Linked DNA regions of Zea mays: all the other regions are linked to region 1. A link is a contact called in public Hi-C data. All regions are on one chromosome and are shown on one strand. Each heading gives the region's core, a stretch centred on a gene start, on an enhancer-like site or on the middle of the called end of the contact. The rest is flanking DNA. Distances are from core to core; before and after follow the strand shown.

Region 1 (3,362 bases), core at 436-2,935:
GCCTCTCAAGGGCACTGTGCGGGGGTATTTATAGGTGCCTGAGTGCCCATCGTCTTGGATTAAGGACGCATGTGCCCTCAGACACCCAGGTCATCCCCGGAATATTCCCATAAAGCAGGGTTACAGACTGTCATTACAGAAAAGCCTTTACAAATCGGGCCCGTAATAGACTCAGCTGCGCGGGGCCTGTTACAATGGGCCGAATTCCGCGTGGGCCTTCGTGTTGGACGAGGATGCGGGATGGGGCGACCTCGTCGTAGGCCTTCGTCCTGCAGCATGTTAGACGAAGGGTGGAAACTGCCGGTCGCTTTGCCTCCGTTGTTGCAGTGAGATTGGCGAAGGCATCGAGCGAAGGGCAGCGTCTTCGCCTTCGCCCCAACATTTGCCCTCCGAGGGACCAGTTCGACTAAGTCATCTGGTGCCGAAGACGTCGCTAGATGGTGGAGACGCTACCCTCGCTCAAAGTGGTTCCGCGGGGGTTTTTGATGTGATCGTTGATGGACGCGGTATTGTTGGACTGCGGGTTTCCCGAAACGTCGCGTCCTGTGTATAAAAGGGGGGCGGGGCGGCGCGGGCCAGGTACTCTTTCCGCGCGCCGCGAAACCCTAGCCTCCTTTTGAAACCGTTCGCCTGCTCGCTTGCCCTCCTTGCTTCTGCTCGTCAGAGATCTGGCCCGCGTCAAACAGACTGCCCGCCGCCGCTGCCGGTACGTAGCCATGCCGTCCTCTTCTTCATTTGCTGCCGATACGCCGCCGGCCGGCGCATCGTCCGAGGACACTTTGAGCAACGTGGCGGTGGAGGAGTTGCATCCTGGTGATACCGTGGAGTTTGGCGTGTCGCGGATTTCCTCGGTCCGTGTAACACCATAAATCCATGCATTGAAAACAATCGTATTTGAACTATTAATTTCCAGTAGATAGGAGAAATATTTACGCTTTAAATAATGAATTTGGTTATAAAAACAAATTACACAATTTTCGAATAAATAGAATTTATGCTGAAGCATATATTGTTTGAATTTCAGATCCAGTTTTTGGAATTTATTATGTAATAAAAATCTCATTTCATAAAATAAGAACGAATTATTAAAGTAATAATTGAAAAAAAGGCATAGGCTAATAATTTTCGTTTCTATTTTCCTTTTTTGGACCCAATCTACTTTAATAATAAACTTTTGACTAAAATGATTTATTATTTAAAATTAGATATTATGTATTTTTTATTATATTTTTGAAATATATATATATATATATAATTATACATATATTATATTCTTTTATTTAAAACAATTTAAAATTCTAAAAAAAAAGAGAACGGTCGTTCTTGTGGCCGCTCGGCCCTCCCTGGCCTGCTAAGCCACCGCATCTAAGCCTCCTCTCTTACACGTGGGACCAGCAATTCACACTCCCTCCTCTTTTTATCTCTTGCACGTGGACCCCACTTATCATAGAATTATCTTCTTCCTTCGGCTACTATTTTCTCTGCTTCTTCCGTTCGCAGCCGATGGCGCCCAGCTCACACTCCCACCGCCTCGCCTGCCCGGTTTTAGTTCTATGGTAGACGCCGCCAACCGCACTAATACCTGGCCCTAGCTCTTCCCCTTCCTCCCCACTATACTGTACGCCGGCTATTTATTCCGGTCATTCATGGTTCTAAATTCTTCAGTTTCTGAGCTTCAATAGCCATCAAATCTCCAACCGTAATTTCCTCTCCCTGCTAGCCGCCGCTCTCTCCTCCTTCCCCTTGCTTCTCTCCCATGCAGCGCCGCCCAGCCCTTGAAGCCGACCCGGCCGCCCGAGCTCAAGCCCCGAGCTGCGCAGCCACCCAGCCCCACCCGCAGGTGCCGCGACCCGGCCACCCGCGTCCGACCGCACCAGGAAGCCGCCAGGACCCGCTGCCGTGCCCCTGCACCTGCACGCCCGCGACGCCCAGGCGCGACTGCCTCGCGCCGCCATCCGCCGAGCCCCAGGCGCGCAACCCCGGGAGCCGAACCAAGCTGACCGCCTTGCCCTTCCTCGACGCGCGAAACTAGGAGCAGCCGCGCCAGCCGTGACTCGACCGACCCCGCGCGTCCACCTCACCGTGACCGACGCGCCCTGCGCACATCCTCGCCGCGCGACTCGAAGCGCAAGTGCCGCAGTCCGTTCGTCTCACGATTTACTGGAGCATTACTACATCCGTTTCCTTTCCCCATTATTCTCTCTGGTAACGTCGCCATTGATGGTGCCATAATGCTGCCGACGCGTCTCTCTGGCTGACTCTCCATCTTCTCTCTCTTCTCTATAAAAGACAGCAGAGCCTCTCTCTATTTTCCCGTACCCAAGCTCGCCCCTCTCTCACTCTGTTGCTCGCCGTCGTACGTCGTCGCCGGAGCTCGCTGTTCCTCGCCGGAGCTTGTACCCCACCGTCAGAACGCTCACCAACGACCACGTCCGGAATCCCTGCCCACGCGCGCGCAGCAGCACCCCGGCAACCGTGCCCACGCCGTTCGCCGTCATCCGTTCATCCCAAGGTCGAAGACAACCCGAAATATTTATTTTCTAAATCATGTTTTGAATTTATTGTGAGTTATTGTTGTAATATTATGATGATGCGATTTGGTGATTCGTATATGATTGTAGGGATTTTGTTTTATACGTGTAGTCAAAATCGAACCCCGCGACAATGCTTTAATATGTGTATGATTTTATAATTTTAATGAGTACAGTCACTATTCACTATCGAAGTGATTTTCAAACTAGAAAACATTTACATATTTATTTCGCTTTAGTGTGTGTGGAATGATAATTGGTTAGTATTGATATAAGAAATTGAAATAGTGATTAAGCCACGTATGTCCGGTCAAATGAAAATATATATTTTCTCATGATAAATGTATTCATAAATATAACACTTAAATTACTTAGAATTAGTAGGATATTTATTTATGTCATAATAACCATGATTATGTTATTAAAAGTCTTATTTAGTAATGTACAATTAATTCTTAGTATATTAATATTAAAGGAATTAAATAAACAATTTTTAGTTATACGTATAAATTCTATTTAGAAAAGAAAGAAGAAAACATAAAGAGTAGAATTTATAATAATATTAAAAATGACTTAATTAGGCGCTTATATTTTTCTAATAAAGAAATTGATAGTATGTTGATAAATGTAGGTTTCTTACTAAAGAATTAGATAATTTGTTTATAACTTTAAAATGATTTTTTTAATAGACATCATGATTTTGATTTAATAAGGTTCGTTATAGATGTTTAAGTACCCATAATAATATGATTTACAATAGAATTATGTCATATAACTTTTCTAATAATGGCTTAATTAAGTGCTCACACCGTTATAACTAAAATGATAGTT
Region 2 (2,917 bases), core at 335-2,834, 150 kb after region 1:
AATTCGTCTTCGATTTGTTTGGTTAGTTTGGTCTTGGGTTGGTAATAAGTCTGACAAATCACCTTGAATACCAATCAGTGAGCAGAATTGCGTTCCAACTAGAAATCCCAAGACAAGAATTTTCATGTCCTTGGAAATTTGCTCAGCGTGGTTGTGTGCAGTTTCTTCGGTTAACTCGGAACATTGAGTTTGTTTAGAATATTGCATACTGATAAGTTATGCTAAGGAGTTGAAAGGAGGAAGGATGATCAAGCAAAGTTTCAACTGCTATTCAGATGGGGGAGAATTACCATCCTAAAAGTCAGTATCTTGTGTTCGTCCTCCAGCATCTTTCCCTGTAACCAATCACAAATGACTGTTAATGACCCGAAGCTGCAAAAACTTTTCTGTAAAAAAAAAATTACTCAACGACTTCTTTCAAAAGAAAAAGAAAAGGAAGTATCCCAGGATGTATAGAGTAGGAACAAAGAATAGAATCCAAGATTAGAGATCGTACATTCGTCTTGTGCATCCTCCAGTAGTCCATCTACAGCAACAGTGGAATAAAGCAACATCAGAAACAAAACCCTTCCCCTAATGAACTATGCCGTGCTTGTGTGCTGCAAGCGACTAAATAAGCTCAGGAGCAACTGGAAGAGTAAGGATTACTGCCTGCTTCTCGCGCATGTTGGTCTGCCCATTCTGGAGGCCCTCTTCAATAGCGATCAGCTCCCTGTGCTGTAGGGAGTTCAGGTCCTCGCCTTTCAGATGCCTGCACCATCACAAGTGACGGACACGCTAGCACAATCACAACAAGAACACACACGAACAGCGAGCTAGTGAAGTGCGCGCGCAGCTAGAGATCCGGAGCAGATCTGAATCAGAAACACTGGCCTGAGCTGAATCTGCATGTTGTCGTTCTCCTTCTTGACTCTGTCGATCTCTGCACTCAGGTTCTGAAACATTTCATCCGTTAAATTTTGAACCGTTAATCTGTTCGCGGCGCTGAAACAAAGTAACAAACTGTCGAGGAAAGGGGAATCTGAAGGGCGGGCACCTTGTGCTTCTCACCCCACAGTATCTTCCCGGAGTTGGTCTGGTACTTCTCCAAGATCCTGGACAGCCTGCCAACAAACCAAATTTGGGTCTTTTCGATCAGTTTTGCTTGCACACAACACAGAAGAAAAGAAGAAGGACGATAATAAACAAGCAAAAGAATAAAAAGAATGAGAGGGCAATGGACAGACGAGGTCCTGGGCGAGCAGTAGTCGTAGAGCTTGCCGCCGCTGGAGAAGATGACGACGCCGACCTCGGTGTCGCAGAGCACGCCGATCTCCCGTGCCTTCTTGACCAGTCCGGCCCGGCGCTTGGAGAAGGTCACCTGCCGGTTGGTAGAGTTCTCGATCCTCTTGATCTTGATCTTGCCGCGCCCCATACTGCGTTCTCCACTCCCAAACAGATCCAAGGGCAGCAAGAGCTCAGCTCAAGCAAGAACCCACTTCTTTCCACTTCCAGCCTTCTCCTTCCCTTGAGCTAGCTGCTGCTCAAGTGGTGTGGATCTTTATGCGGGAGCTAGCCGATGCAACTAGTGGACCGTGGACGGCGTGAGCACTGAGAAGTAAAGGAGATGCGGCCATCACCGGAGTGGAGGTGAGGCCGTGAGGGGGCTTTCGCGCCGGTGCAGGATTGCAGGGCCGGAAATGGAAACCGCTAGCGTGGGCGCGTTGCTGTGTTTGTTACGTTCGCATGTGCGCTGCATCTGCATGCCTGTGGCCCTGTGCTGATCACTAGGCCCTACGTTTTTATCTTTTTTTCTTTTTACTAGCCAACATGTCCATACATTGCATGCAATATATGTTGAAATCTGACTTATTATTATTGGATATGAATTATTCTAGCTCGTATGAACACGAATCATAAATCTAGGCACATAAAAATAAGGAAATGGAGGGACGAAAAAGTAAAACGTAAACATATAGCTACAGAAAATCTTGTCCTTTGAAAGATAGCAAATCTAGACAACACAGGCAAACTACAATTCAAGTGGGAAGAGCCCTTCCTCGTAACGGCTTTGATCCGATCATATAGACTAAAGTATATGGAGACAAATAAAGTCCCGAGGTTGTGGAATACACGGTCTCCAAGGTTATTTTGTGTAGATACGTAGCGATGTTTCTTTTTCTTTTCTTTTTTTAATTTTTGTTTCAAGATAACACCATTTTTCCTTACGGGGTTCTTCGTAAAAAAGACAGAGAGTAGGGATTTTTAATGGTACCGTCTTTGTAAAAATTGTAATCGCCCAGTAAATATAAGGGCAACCATCCCCAAAAGAACGAACAATCTTCTTTTGTTGTTGCGCCTTCGAGTGTAAAAGACTTTGAAGTTCTTTAAATAGAAGACAAAGTCATAAAAAAGATCCTAAAGTCCTTCATATGGAAGGCAGGATCAAAGGATACCCTTCATCACCAAGTAAAAGTAAGAAGGTGCAAAGACTCCTTCACACGGCAGGTACAGTCAAGAAAAGACTCCAAAGTCTTTTAGATGGAAGAAAGAGTCAAGAAAAGATCTTGAAGTCCTTTAGATGGAAGATAGGATTAAGAATTACCCTTCGACAATAAATAGAAGTGAGAAGGTAAAAAGACTTCAAAGTCCTTCAAGAAGAAGGCAGAGCTAGAAAAAAACTTGAAGTCCTTCAGGTGAACATCGCGGGTGGGGCTTCCTTCGAACTAGCTCTCTTGGGTGCCATCGCGGGTGGTTTGTTCGTAGTACGAACGGTGGACGCCAAATGTTGGTACTCGTTCAGGTGAACAAGTGGATCCAACGGGAGAGTGGAGAAATAGTTCGCAAGGTTCAACGGGGAACGACAATAGCTCTGTTAATCTGCCCCGTCAAGGGTACTGTACGGGGGTATTTATAGGTGTCCGAGTGCCTACCGCCC
Region 3 (3,375 bases), core at 598-3,097, 220 kb before region 1:
AGGGATCAACAGAGTGCAAACCACACATGTGGATCTATAGATTTATAAACACAAAAATGTTGTCCACCAAAATGGTGTCCAATTCATAAAAAATATATCTGTATTTACGCGTCTTTCCTCCTCCGTCCTAGTCTAGTCCCTTTGTCGATGGAACTGAGTCGCACCAGAGTACGTGGACTGGTTGGAGGTTGCATTGTTGTGGCTGCTTGGGATATTACCATGCTTGTGGGAGGACAAAGAAGGAGCACATGTACCATATGGAAGGAGCCTCATAAGGAGGAGAGAATGGAGGAGCAACAATATATAGAGGAGCACCGTATAATATATAAGGAGTGATTAGTTCCGACCCGTACGGTCAGTATCGACCAGAGACCTAGTCGGTATCAACTCGGACTTCGATGCGGTGATCAGTACCGACCCGTACTGTCCCAACATAATTGTTACCGACCATGCCGATTAGTCGACACCATGCCGATTAGTCGACAGATCCATCAACCGACCGGTCATAACATATCTGCCAATAGGGTCACGACGATCTATACGAACTATGTTGAAGACCACATCATCATAGGGAAAGAGGTCGCGCTGGACCCGGCCGGCCTTATATTCAACGACAAGATCCACATATATCTGCCAATAGGGTTACCGAGCGCAGGACTTTACCGAAGGCGACACTCGGTAAAGTAGTTTTTGTCCAGTCTCCAGTGCCCGATAAAAAACACTCGGTAAAGAATACGACACTCGGCAAAGACCCGGATTCCGATAGCAGCTAACTGCCGATCGAGTAGGAAGAGTCAGACACATCTCCGATCCCCAGCCCGCATTCTACACTAAATGAACGTACTCTTGTCGTCATGCATTGCACGATTCACGAGAATGCGCCTGTGGTGTACTTATCCTTAAAGCGTGTTGACTTGTCAGGGACACGTACAATTACCGTAGTCGTACGTCCGCAAAGCACATTGACGCGCTGCATTGCATGCTCAGCCATGCATCTTCCAGCGTTGCACACGCGCGCTTGTGCGTAAGCGTAGCGCACTGCAAGTGCATGCTGGCCTGAAGTGGTCCGTGTGTGCCGTTCTATACCACAACCTTATTAGCTATTAGAGTGTGTCTGACTTCTTCTTTAAAAACCTTCTATAAGTCTATTTAAACTTCATCCTACGAACAGTACAATCTACAGTAAAAAACAGTGCAAAAATAATATTTCAGCTAATCATATGGGTGAACTGCTGGACACGGTTTAAGGATAAGCCAAGATTCACGACTTCACTGAAATCTCTAAAAGCCCTTACGCTGTCTTACAACCAGTCGCTAAAAACATATGCCGACTACACATATTCGACGCTATAAGTCTCGTCGGGATAAAACTATAGCGTCGATGTAGTGCATCCTAATACTATATCCGTTCTTAAATATTTGTCGTTCGCTAGTTTATTTTTATACTAAAACGTGACAAATAAAAAAATGGAGGGAGTTAAAAGCACTTCAGTTTTGTTTCCCTCCTCTCCATCTATGTAAGTTAGAAAGATGAAAGGAGAAGAACAAAATTCAGACGATGACCCATGCACTAGTGTATACCAGCAAACATTTCATTTAGCTTTTCTATTAGTAATTCTTTTACTGTGTGGATTCTTGGTTGTCGGTAATGTTTATACTGGAGATTTTTGTTTCCGCCTTTAGAAAATGTTCAGATGACACTACAAATCTCCTCGGTAACTTGTGGAGAAAAATCCAAATATAAATAATAAGCATGGGCCTCTTTTGTAAGTCCTGATGAGGTTCAGTCACGGGCTTCAGGCCCTAGTCGCGGTACAGCAGTCTATGCAATGCAAACGCACATCGATCGTCGGAGTACACAGGATCTCCTGCGCCGCTTGTGAGAAGCCATCGTCTCATATGCCTCTCTATCCGCTCTATATAGCCTATACTATTCGTACTTTAGAATTTTAGATCGACGACGACGGAGATGTGCATATATATTGTTGCTGTATATTCTGTTGGCTATATATAGCTAGCTACGCATACGTGCGCTTAGTTTTCTTAAATAATTAGTTCATACAACGACGACACTGCTCACACACTAGCCTGACAGAGATAACCGGCTAGTCTTGGGTGGAGCTCACTTGCATGCATGGAGACTAGGAGAAGCAGGACACAGTGATGCATGGGCGTGAGATGGGGACCATCATTCTAGAAAACAATTTGTGGTTAGGAATGATCATTAGGCTAGTCTCACCGGGAGTTTTATGTCTTAAGTTTATAAAACTCACATGTGTTGGAAACAATACAAATTAGTTTCTTCCCCACGGAACTCATTTCTTCCCACAAAACTTTGACCATATTTCTCTACTTATACTATGTCATGTCACCATACTTTCTAAGTTGGTAGCTTATTTAATGCTCACAAAGCTCCCATAAAATCTTTAGTGTGAGTGGTCTTAGTAGAACCTTTTACCATGGGATCCACCTAAAATTGCATTTTTTACAAGGGGGGAGGGAGAAAAGACTCAAGTTGTTGTATTGTTTCAGACTTACCAGATGGAAGAAGTACTAGTTTGTTGGTATATAGGGATGTAAACATCCGTCCGTATTTGAATTCGATCCGTCTAAGAGGGCTGAGATCCGATTCGTATCCGAGTCCGGGTACTCAGTATTCGATCTGTATCTGATTTTTATCCGTATTCGTATTCTCAAAGTTAGATATTTAAGATATCGATATCCATTTAAATTTTATCCTACAGATCTGAATCCGAAGAGAAATATGAAAACAAATATGGAACGAGTAATATACGTCTATATCCGATCCGACTATACCCCTAGTGGCATAGTACTCACTCCGTCTATAAAAAAAGATATATAATTATAGTATCCGTGCGGGTCAATCTAAATCAAGTTTGATTAAATTTAGAGTAAACAATATTATTATTTTTTGTCTCTAAATAAATTTACCATAAGAATATATTCTACAAATAATCGAATGAAGCTTACTTTATATTATGAATATTTATATTTTTATATAAATTTAATTAAAATTCAGAGTATTTCATTTTTTAGAAAAAAAAACAAGAACTATATGTTTATGGATGGATAGAGTATATTGCTAATAAAAATGAGGGAGGGCACCTCTGCTGCACATATACGAGCAATGAGCGAGCTGCGCGGCCCCATGCATGCATGCGTGCATGTGTGCTATTAATTCAGAAATTGTCAGAGTCTTCTCCATTTCTCTCAATCAATTTGGAGTTTTGGACCTTATTCTTCTGTCACTCCATCCTGCAACCTTCTAGATCTGACTACGAGGACACTGTTCCAACACGGGTTCCAGAACGATATGATCAGCAAACAGAGAACAAGTGAAGAAGTAAAATCCAA

What was found. Hi-C and Micro-C count contacts between places; a contact is called where the count stands out from the background.
Region 2: a contact with region 1 is called in a Hi-C map of tassel, with 2.9 times the contacts expected there. The contact joins the promoter of LOC103635643 here to the promoter of LOC100278803 in region 1. A contact is called at or near these places in 6 of 25 Hi-C or Micro-C datasets (ear, endosperm, leaf and 2 more) and 1 of 3 datasets of contacts at active chromatin or transcription factors (leaf).
Region 3: a Hi-C map of ear shows a contact between it and region 1, with 2.4 times the contacts expected there. The contact joins the enhancer-like site here to the promoter of LOC100278803 in region 1. A contact is called at or near these places in 3 of 25 Hi-C or Micro-C datasets (ear, endosperm and tassel).

Annotation. Positions count from the first base shown.
Region 1 is chr8:105,277,538-105,280,899 of Zm-B73-REFERENCE-NAM-5.0, reverse strand. LOC100278803 reads left to right here and starts at 1,685. Exons shown (of 1, transcript NM_001151960.2): 1 at 1,685-2,692. The coding sequence starts at 1,757. The coding sequence ends at 2,032.
Region 2 is chr8:105,124,324-105,127,240 of Zm-B73-REFERENCE-NAM-5.0, reverse strand. LOC103635643 (MADS-box transcription factor 4-like) reads right to left here and starts at 1,584. Exons shown (of 6, transcript NR_183618.1): 1 at 1,227-1,584; 2 at 1,037-1,103; 3 at 874-935; 4 at 497-751; 5 at 291-335.
Region 3 is chr8:105,495,388-105,498,762 of Zm-B73-REFERENCE-NAM-5.0, reverse strand. No RefSeq gene overlaps it. Among protein-coding and RNA genes, the nearest start is that of LOC109941425, 21 kb to the right of the region's middle. Within about 2 kb of position 1,847, at least 13 of the 20 cell types and tissues checked have an H3K27ac peak or open chromatin away from gene starts, as enhancers often do. A contact at or near this core is called in ear and tassel, where this site is marked.